Regions from separate parts of the Rattus norvegicus genome. Here region 1 is linked to region 2. A link is a contact called in public Hi-C data. All regions are on one chromosome and are shown on one strand. Each heading gives the region's core, a stretch centred on a gene start, on an enhancer-like site or on the middle of the called end of the contact. The rest is flanking DNA. Distances are from core to core; before and after follow the strand shown.

The links. A called contact is a pair of places that touch in the nucleus more often than the background predicts.
Region 1: a contact with region 2 is called in a Hi-C map of the A7r5 cell line, with 3 times the contacts expected there. The contact joins two enhancer-like sites. A contact is called at or near these places in 2 of 12 Hi-C or Micro-C datasets (the A7r5 cell line and the Rat2 cell line).

The regions. Positions count from the first base shown.
Region 1 is chr5:75,267,016-75,269,955 of GRCr8, reverse strand. All of the region lies in intron 2 of LOC120102882 (a long non-coding RNA gene), which reads right to left. Among named protein-coding and RNA genes, the nearest start is that of Klf4, 190 kb to the right of the region's middle. Within about 2 kb of position 1,590, at least 10 of the 93 cell types and tissues checked have an H3K27ac peak or open chromatin away from gene starts, as enhancers often do. A contact at or near this core is called in the A7r5 cell line, where this site is marked.
Region 2 is chr5:75,192,697-75,196,138 of GRCr8, reverse strand. No RefSeq gene overlaps it. Among named protein-coding and RNA genes, the nearest start is that of Klf4, 120 kb to the right of the region's middle. Within about 2 kb of position 1,533, at least 85 of the 93 cell types and tissues checked have an H3K27ac peak or open chromatin away from gene starts, as enhancers often do. A contact at or near this core is called in the A7r5 cell line, where this site is marked.

The DNA.
Region 1 (2,940 bases), core at 341-2,840, 74 kb before region 2:
CTACCTGATCTCTCCTATGCTTATCTCTTTTGTCCTGTGAACAACTCATCCTATTAATTCCATATCCTTGAAGGGTATATCCTGTCATGGCTGGAAGCATTGAAGAGGGAACCCTAGAGACTGGTATTAAAAAGAGAGCCATGATAGTCTCTCTGTCTCTGTCTCTCTGTCTCTCTGTCTCTCTGTCTCTGTCTCTCTGTCTCTGTCTCTCTGTCTCTGTCTCTGTCTCTGTGTGTGTGTGTGTGTGTGTGTGTGTGTGTGTGTATGTGTTCTCACTTTCTCATTTACAGACACACTTCTAAATTGGTAGCTGGCTTTGCCTCTGCTGTGGCAGGCAACCCTGAACCTGCTGCCACGGCTTTGGGATGGAGTACAAATATCCCCATCCAGTTGCTTCAGAGAAAACAAGAGCCAACCGCTTGCCCTAGGCATCTAGCCAGGTTCCTTTCAATCCAGGATGGGCACATGGGGACTGATCAGCAATCTCTCCTTTCCTTCTGCAAACACCCCCATGGCCAGCTGCAGGGCAGGTCCATAAGATGAGTTGGTCCCTGAGCGGATGCTCAGCTCTACACCTCAGGGCCTGGCCCAGGGCCACTCTCCTCAGGCCAACACCAGCTAGTCATCTGGAAAGGATTCCAGTCATCCACTGGACAGAGAGGGGAATCACTAAGAAAGGGTAGGATGCTGACTTCTCACCCTACAGGCCTCAGGAAAGTCACCTTGAACTGCTGTAACTATATACACACACTTCTCACCAAGTTGTCTATGTAGTTGATTGTGCTTTTCCTTAAGGGATTCTGTTTTATAAAACCAATCGTGATCTGTTTGTGGGATAATACTCTGAATGAACTCTCCACAAAGACATGCAAGTTAGTCTTCTAGTCAATTCCACAGCTCAAATATCTAGCCCCTAATATGTGAGGGAGGAGAGAGATGCTCTTTAGGGGGGAGGGGTCTAATTTGTACTTCTGCATCGAGGTGGCCCTTTCCCTCCAAATCTACCTCAGATTGGTGGTGGCCTTAAAGTGGTTTTTTTAAATGACTTTAGTAGCTACCACGGTAATGATTATTAGCACAGGGCCACTTCATGTCCAGAAGAGCAGTACGGCCCTGTGCTGCTATTTACATTCCCAACTAATCTATGTCATTACTATGCCTCAGGATTTCGCAGTCTCAGCCCTGGGGACATACGAGGCAAGGACTGGCAGGGACACTCTGTTGTACTCATCAGCAACTCTGATCGATTTCCCGCTATGTGGCCTTCTCAAAGTTGTGACAACCAAATAATTCTTGCAGGCATTACTAAGTGTTCCCTGGGCTCAACGTTGCTTCATTTTAAATGTCTCTAATTCCAAATACTAGGAAACTGGGGCAGTTCAGTTAAGCCAAGCAAGTTGCCCACTGTTGTACATGTAGTAACTCCTCCCAAGCCTGCCTGGTTCTGTTGATTTTACCAGACCATCTTCCTGTTGCAAGATAGGACTAGCTAACCAGGGACCTCTGATAGGAAGCACCAAAGGCTCTCCCTGGTCCTGCTATATCACAATTCGAACACCCTAAGATCCGTGGCATGCAAGCACAGCCTCCCCAGCAGCCTGGCTGAGCAAAAGGCCAAGCAGCTTGGAAAACAGTTACTCACGCTCTGGCCAGGACTGGAAACATCATCAGTGATAAATCATATCTCTTAATTATCTGCGATCCTGAGGCCAGCCAAGATTTCCCTCTGGTGACAAATATTTGCTACAAGACACACACCCCAATTCCCCCCCAGAGGAGAAGCAGTGCAAAGAGAGGTCTGAGCTGGCTTCCTGTCAGCCCTGCTGTCCACCCAACCCTCAGGAGCTGGGTCCCTGCCTGGGCATGTCTCTTTTTGAAATTCCCAGCTTTCTGTCGGTATTGTGTGTTCTCAGACAGTTCCCAGATCAGAGATTCATTCACTTACGTCTGTCAGGGAGGAAACAGAAAATGGAAGGGCACAGAGTCTAGGTTCACGCCAACGTGGGTCTGTGACAGGAAAGGCATCTCCTCTTGGTCAGAGCCTTTCTCAGTGTAAAGCTGCTTCCATACATGTCAGCCCCCACGCCTGCTAGTCTTTCTAGGGCTCTCTTGAGTCTTATTACCATTCACTCCTCCCAGTAGCCACAGTCATACTGAACCTATTGATAAGTTTTTAAACATGATTACATATATTACTGCTTTCCTCTCTTCGTTGACCAGAAACACCTTTTCACAATCTGAAATCTACTCTAAATAAATTCCCTCAGTCCCAACCCAGATCAAGTTTATTACCCTTTCTTCTGATCCCTCTGCAGCTTGCACAGACAGTTTAACCTAATGTCCACTGACTTGCAGCAGATATTCAAATTATTTTTTCCCCAGGGTCTTCTTTCTCACAAAGCTTGGTTTTCATTGGCCTAACAATGTGCTTGGGTGTTCCTCTCAGAAGGAACTACAAAGAGCTTTCTGGTGTTCAGAGGCCCTAATTACACACCATTCATGGGACTGTTCAAGAAGTCCCATCATTAGGGGTTGGGGATTTAGCTCAGTGGTAGAGCGCTTGCCTAGCAAGCGCAAGGCCCTGGGTTCGATCCCCAGCTCCGGAAAAAAAAAAAAAGAAGTCCCATCATTTTGTATGAGAACAACTGAATTCCCATTACAATTGGATGTCTCTGACAAGGAGCTAGGCTAATTGAAAGTACTTAGCCATGCTTTGTCCCTCTCTTCTTCATGTCAAAATGTTGAAGGATCTGTTATATACTTCTGTGGATCAACCTCCTGAGAGAAATCCCCAGCTACCCTGAGACCTGCCACAAAATTAACTGGGACTCAGGTGTAGCTATAGCTGTCAAAGTCATGGTGAGGGAGGGCTGAGCAGGTTTTAAAGAACAATCTGTCTGTATTGGGAACCAAGGAGACTGTTCAGTGAGCAAAGCATTT
Region 2 (3,442 bases), core at 284-2,783:
CCATGGAGACCCTAAGATTCTGAAGCGAAGCAAAGGAGACACCAATACCTAACCTAGGACAACTGGGGTGAACTGAAATGCAAGGCCTCCTTGTGTGAGTTTTCAGAGCACCAAAGACAGAGGTGTGGAGAACAGCGGGAAAAGAGGCTTTTCTCTGCCACCCGGTGGGTGGTATGACTGGATGATATACTTGGCTCAAGTGACCATCAGCCATGGGAGGAGACTGTCAAAAGGTTCAACAGTGTGGCAGGGAAGCACAATGAGCAAGCAGCCAAGAGCTGAGCCTGTGTCTCTGGAAAGAGCCCGGTTCTTCTGAGGTTGTACAAACTTGGCCTGCCTGTGACCCTTTCCTGGGTCTCGGGAAGAAAGGCGAACAAGCTTGCCTTAGAGGTTTAAGTAGGTGACAGTGCTGTCTGAGGCTGATGAACTATCCCAAAGCTAGAAGCTCACCTGCCACACAGACAGGAACGGACCCTTTGCGATCCCTTCTGAGAAAACCGAGACATAAACCATTCTTTATGGTTGCCTCTCCTTGCAGGGGCTCCAGCCCTTTCCAAACATCCACACCTCCTTTAATCCAGGCAAACACTGAATGAGAAAAGCCTGAAAAAGTGGCGCTTTTGTGATGCGGGTAGGCGGCCTCTACCTTAAAGTCACCGGAGGCTCCTATGGGGTGGGGAACTACCTGTCACTGGCTGTTGGCTAAGCTGCCCTCAAGACTGGAGAGCATGAAGCAGCTTAGAAAACCCCTGTGGTGTGTGCTAAGTATTGCAACTCGCAGATCTAAGAGAATGTTAAGGAACCAAGAAGCCGAAGAACTCAGACAACAGAGCTAAACTTTTATTTATCCCCCATCAGCTTGATTTGGGTAGGATCTGTTGATCCAAAAGTAGTAACAAGATACAAGAAAAAAAAAAAGCGAGATGCTTTAGGCATGAAAATTGACGTTTTTCCCCTTCTTTTTTAGTTCCAAATCAAAAGGGAATTCACGGAGGAGAGACTAGAGAAGAGGAGAGAGAAAGAGAGGAGAAGAGAGAGGGGAAGAGAGGAGCCCGGAGTCCGCAGTCCGCGGGCTTCCTACCCGCAGAGCCAGGACCGAGAGCGCTTTTCCGCAGCCGCCGCGGGCTCGGAGCTTTTAAGGGTTTCTAATCCTGGAAGGCTGTCTGACATCACCCCGTTTCTTGTCGGCTGATGTTTCGTACAAGCCTCTCATTTCCTCAGCGATCTCGGAGCCGCCAATTACTGCCCCGATCTGGTGTTTATGTTTGCCCGGTCCTGCGCCTGGCCCCGCGCCCGCCCGCGAGCCTGCGTTTCCCTGGCCGCGCGGCCCGAGGGGGTGGGTGGGGGGCCCTGGCCCGCGCACCCCAGCGCAAGGGAGGGGTCCCCCTTCATTTTTTTTCATTGACTTCAGCACCATGTGATCAGGAAGTCTGGCCTCCCTCCATTTCCCCTCCCGACTGAAGGGAAACATTGTGTAGCAGCCCGCCGCGGCCACTGGTGGGATGGCCTTCGCTGGCCTGACGTAGGGGGATAAAAATAACCGGCATATTTAAGGCCGGAGCAGGAATCCCGGCGCTCACACGCGGCCTGGTCAGTTCCCGAAGCCGCCAGCAGCGCTCTGCGCAGCGAGCTGCTGCTGCGCCAGCCAGCTCGGGAGTGCCTACACCGCACATCTTGACCTTGACCTGGGGACCCAGGCCTTGGAGAGATACCTCGCAGAGCCCCTCCCCCTCCATCCTCAGCGGCCTTGAGTTCTGTGTGCTGCCTCCCTGGAGATGGGGAAGAAGAATGCACAACAGGACTGACTGCCTTAGAGAAAGTGGCCAAGAAGCCTGATGCTCCCAGGGGGTTGAGACAGCCTTTACCTCGGGGACAGTGACAACAAGTTGCCACTCCAAAAGGTGCATGCCTCCAGCCAGGCTTAAATCAAGTCCCGTCTACAACTCCCTTTTACATTGGAGCTGCGTGCTTCAAAGATTTGCAAACATGTGGGAAAGCGAGAAACAAAGAAGGCCAAAGAGCGAGAAATTTATCAAGGCCAACTTCATCAAAGAAAATAGAAAAGATCCACCATTATCGCCATTCCCCTAAAATACCAGTAGTCCGAGATAATATGATTTCCCAGAAACTTGTCCCTCAATCCAGATAATACCCACCCCACCCCACCCCCACCCCTCCAGCCAGAACACCCCAGGCTGTCACCCTACAGCCCTTCACTGCGCCCTCCAGCTATGCAGGGATCCAGAAAACAGAAAAGAAAGAAATATTCCTTGTGCCTAGCTCTGTAAGTATATCCTATCCCACAAGCAACCCCGCCCCCTCCTCGTGAACCTGTCTGCAGCTGGCATTCTCCTGTTCACAGCCTCAGGTAAACCTAGTGCCCTGTCCAAGAAGTGCCGATGCCTTATTTTACACAAAGTGAAAATGAGGCTGGAGGGAGGGAGGGAGTCAATGGGCTGATAGGACTTTGTGCACCATCTCCACTCAATTGCATCATCGCCGCCATGGCGATGTCTCACAAGTGGGAGCCCACTCCCTTCTGTGGCCCCTCCTCCCCAACTCCAATCCAATCCAGCGATGGCGATTTCTCCACTGACCTGTGCTCTGAGCCATAAACAAGCTTTTACTTCCAATTAAAAAACGAAAAGTCTCCCTGTCTTCCGTTGTCTAAAGTAACAAGATATTTCAAAATTTCTGGCAGAGTTACTCACCTAAAAAGCCAAATGTTATGAGGAAAAGGGAGCCGACACCCTCCCTCCCTCCCCCACCTTTTGGTATTTTAGAGATGACAAATAACTGTTTGTCTGGTGGAAGAGGCAAAGAAGTCTTCCTTAGGAAACACTGCAAATGTAACCACCTCTGAGGAGGGAGACTCCAAGGATAAATGTGGTTTGGCTGATTCTGCAGCTCCCAGCACACTGACTGACAAGTGCTGTTCTTGACCCATAGTAATTAGATTGAATGGATAGAAGGGCTGAGAGAAGCCAGATACAGAGGACAGAGGTGCGTCAGAACTACTTAGTCTCGAACAATCATATCCCTGGGAGAGAGGTGCCATTGTCCGTGCTGTGACTGTAGAGAAATTAGTCACTTGATCAAAGTGCCACAGGAAGGAAACCTGAGCACAGCATTTGAACTTAGGCAGCTTACTTCCAGAAGATGGGTTCTTAACTACTAGGCAAAATTCCAAAAAGCTGAAATGTTAAGAGAGGCACCCAGCAGTCCCTAAGCACCTCCTTGGTTCCACCGAGGAGGCTGGGTCCTGAAGAAGAGGAGGCTTTGTCTCTCAGGCCCCCAGATCTCAGAGAGATAAGCTTGAAAACACAACCGGGCTACAAATATCTTACAGGCAGACTTGGCCCATCCTCTGCTCAGTTAACCCCACATCGCTGACACAAATGTCTGCTGAACTGATTACCCGTCACAGAAGCCAACCTCTGGA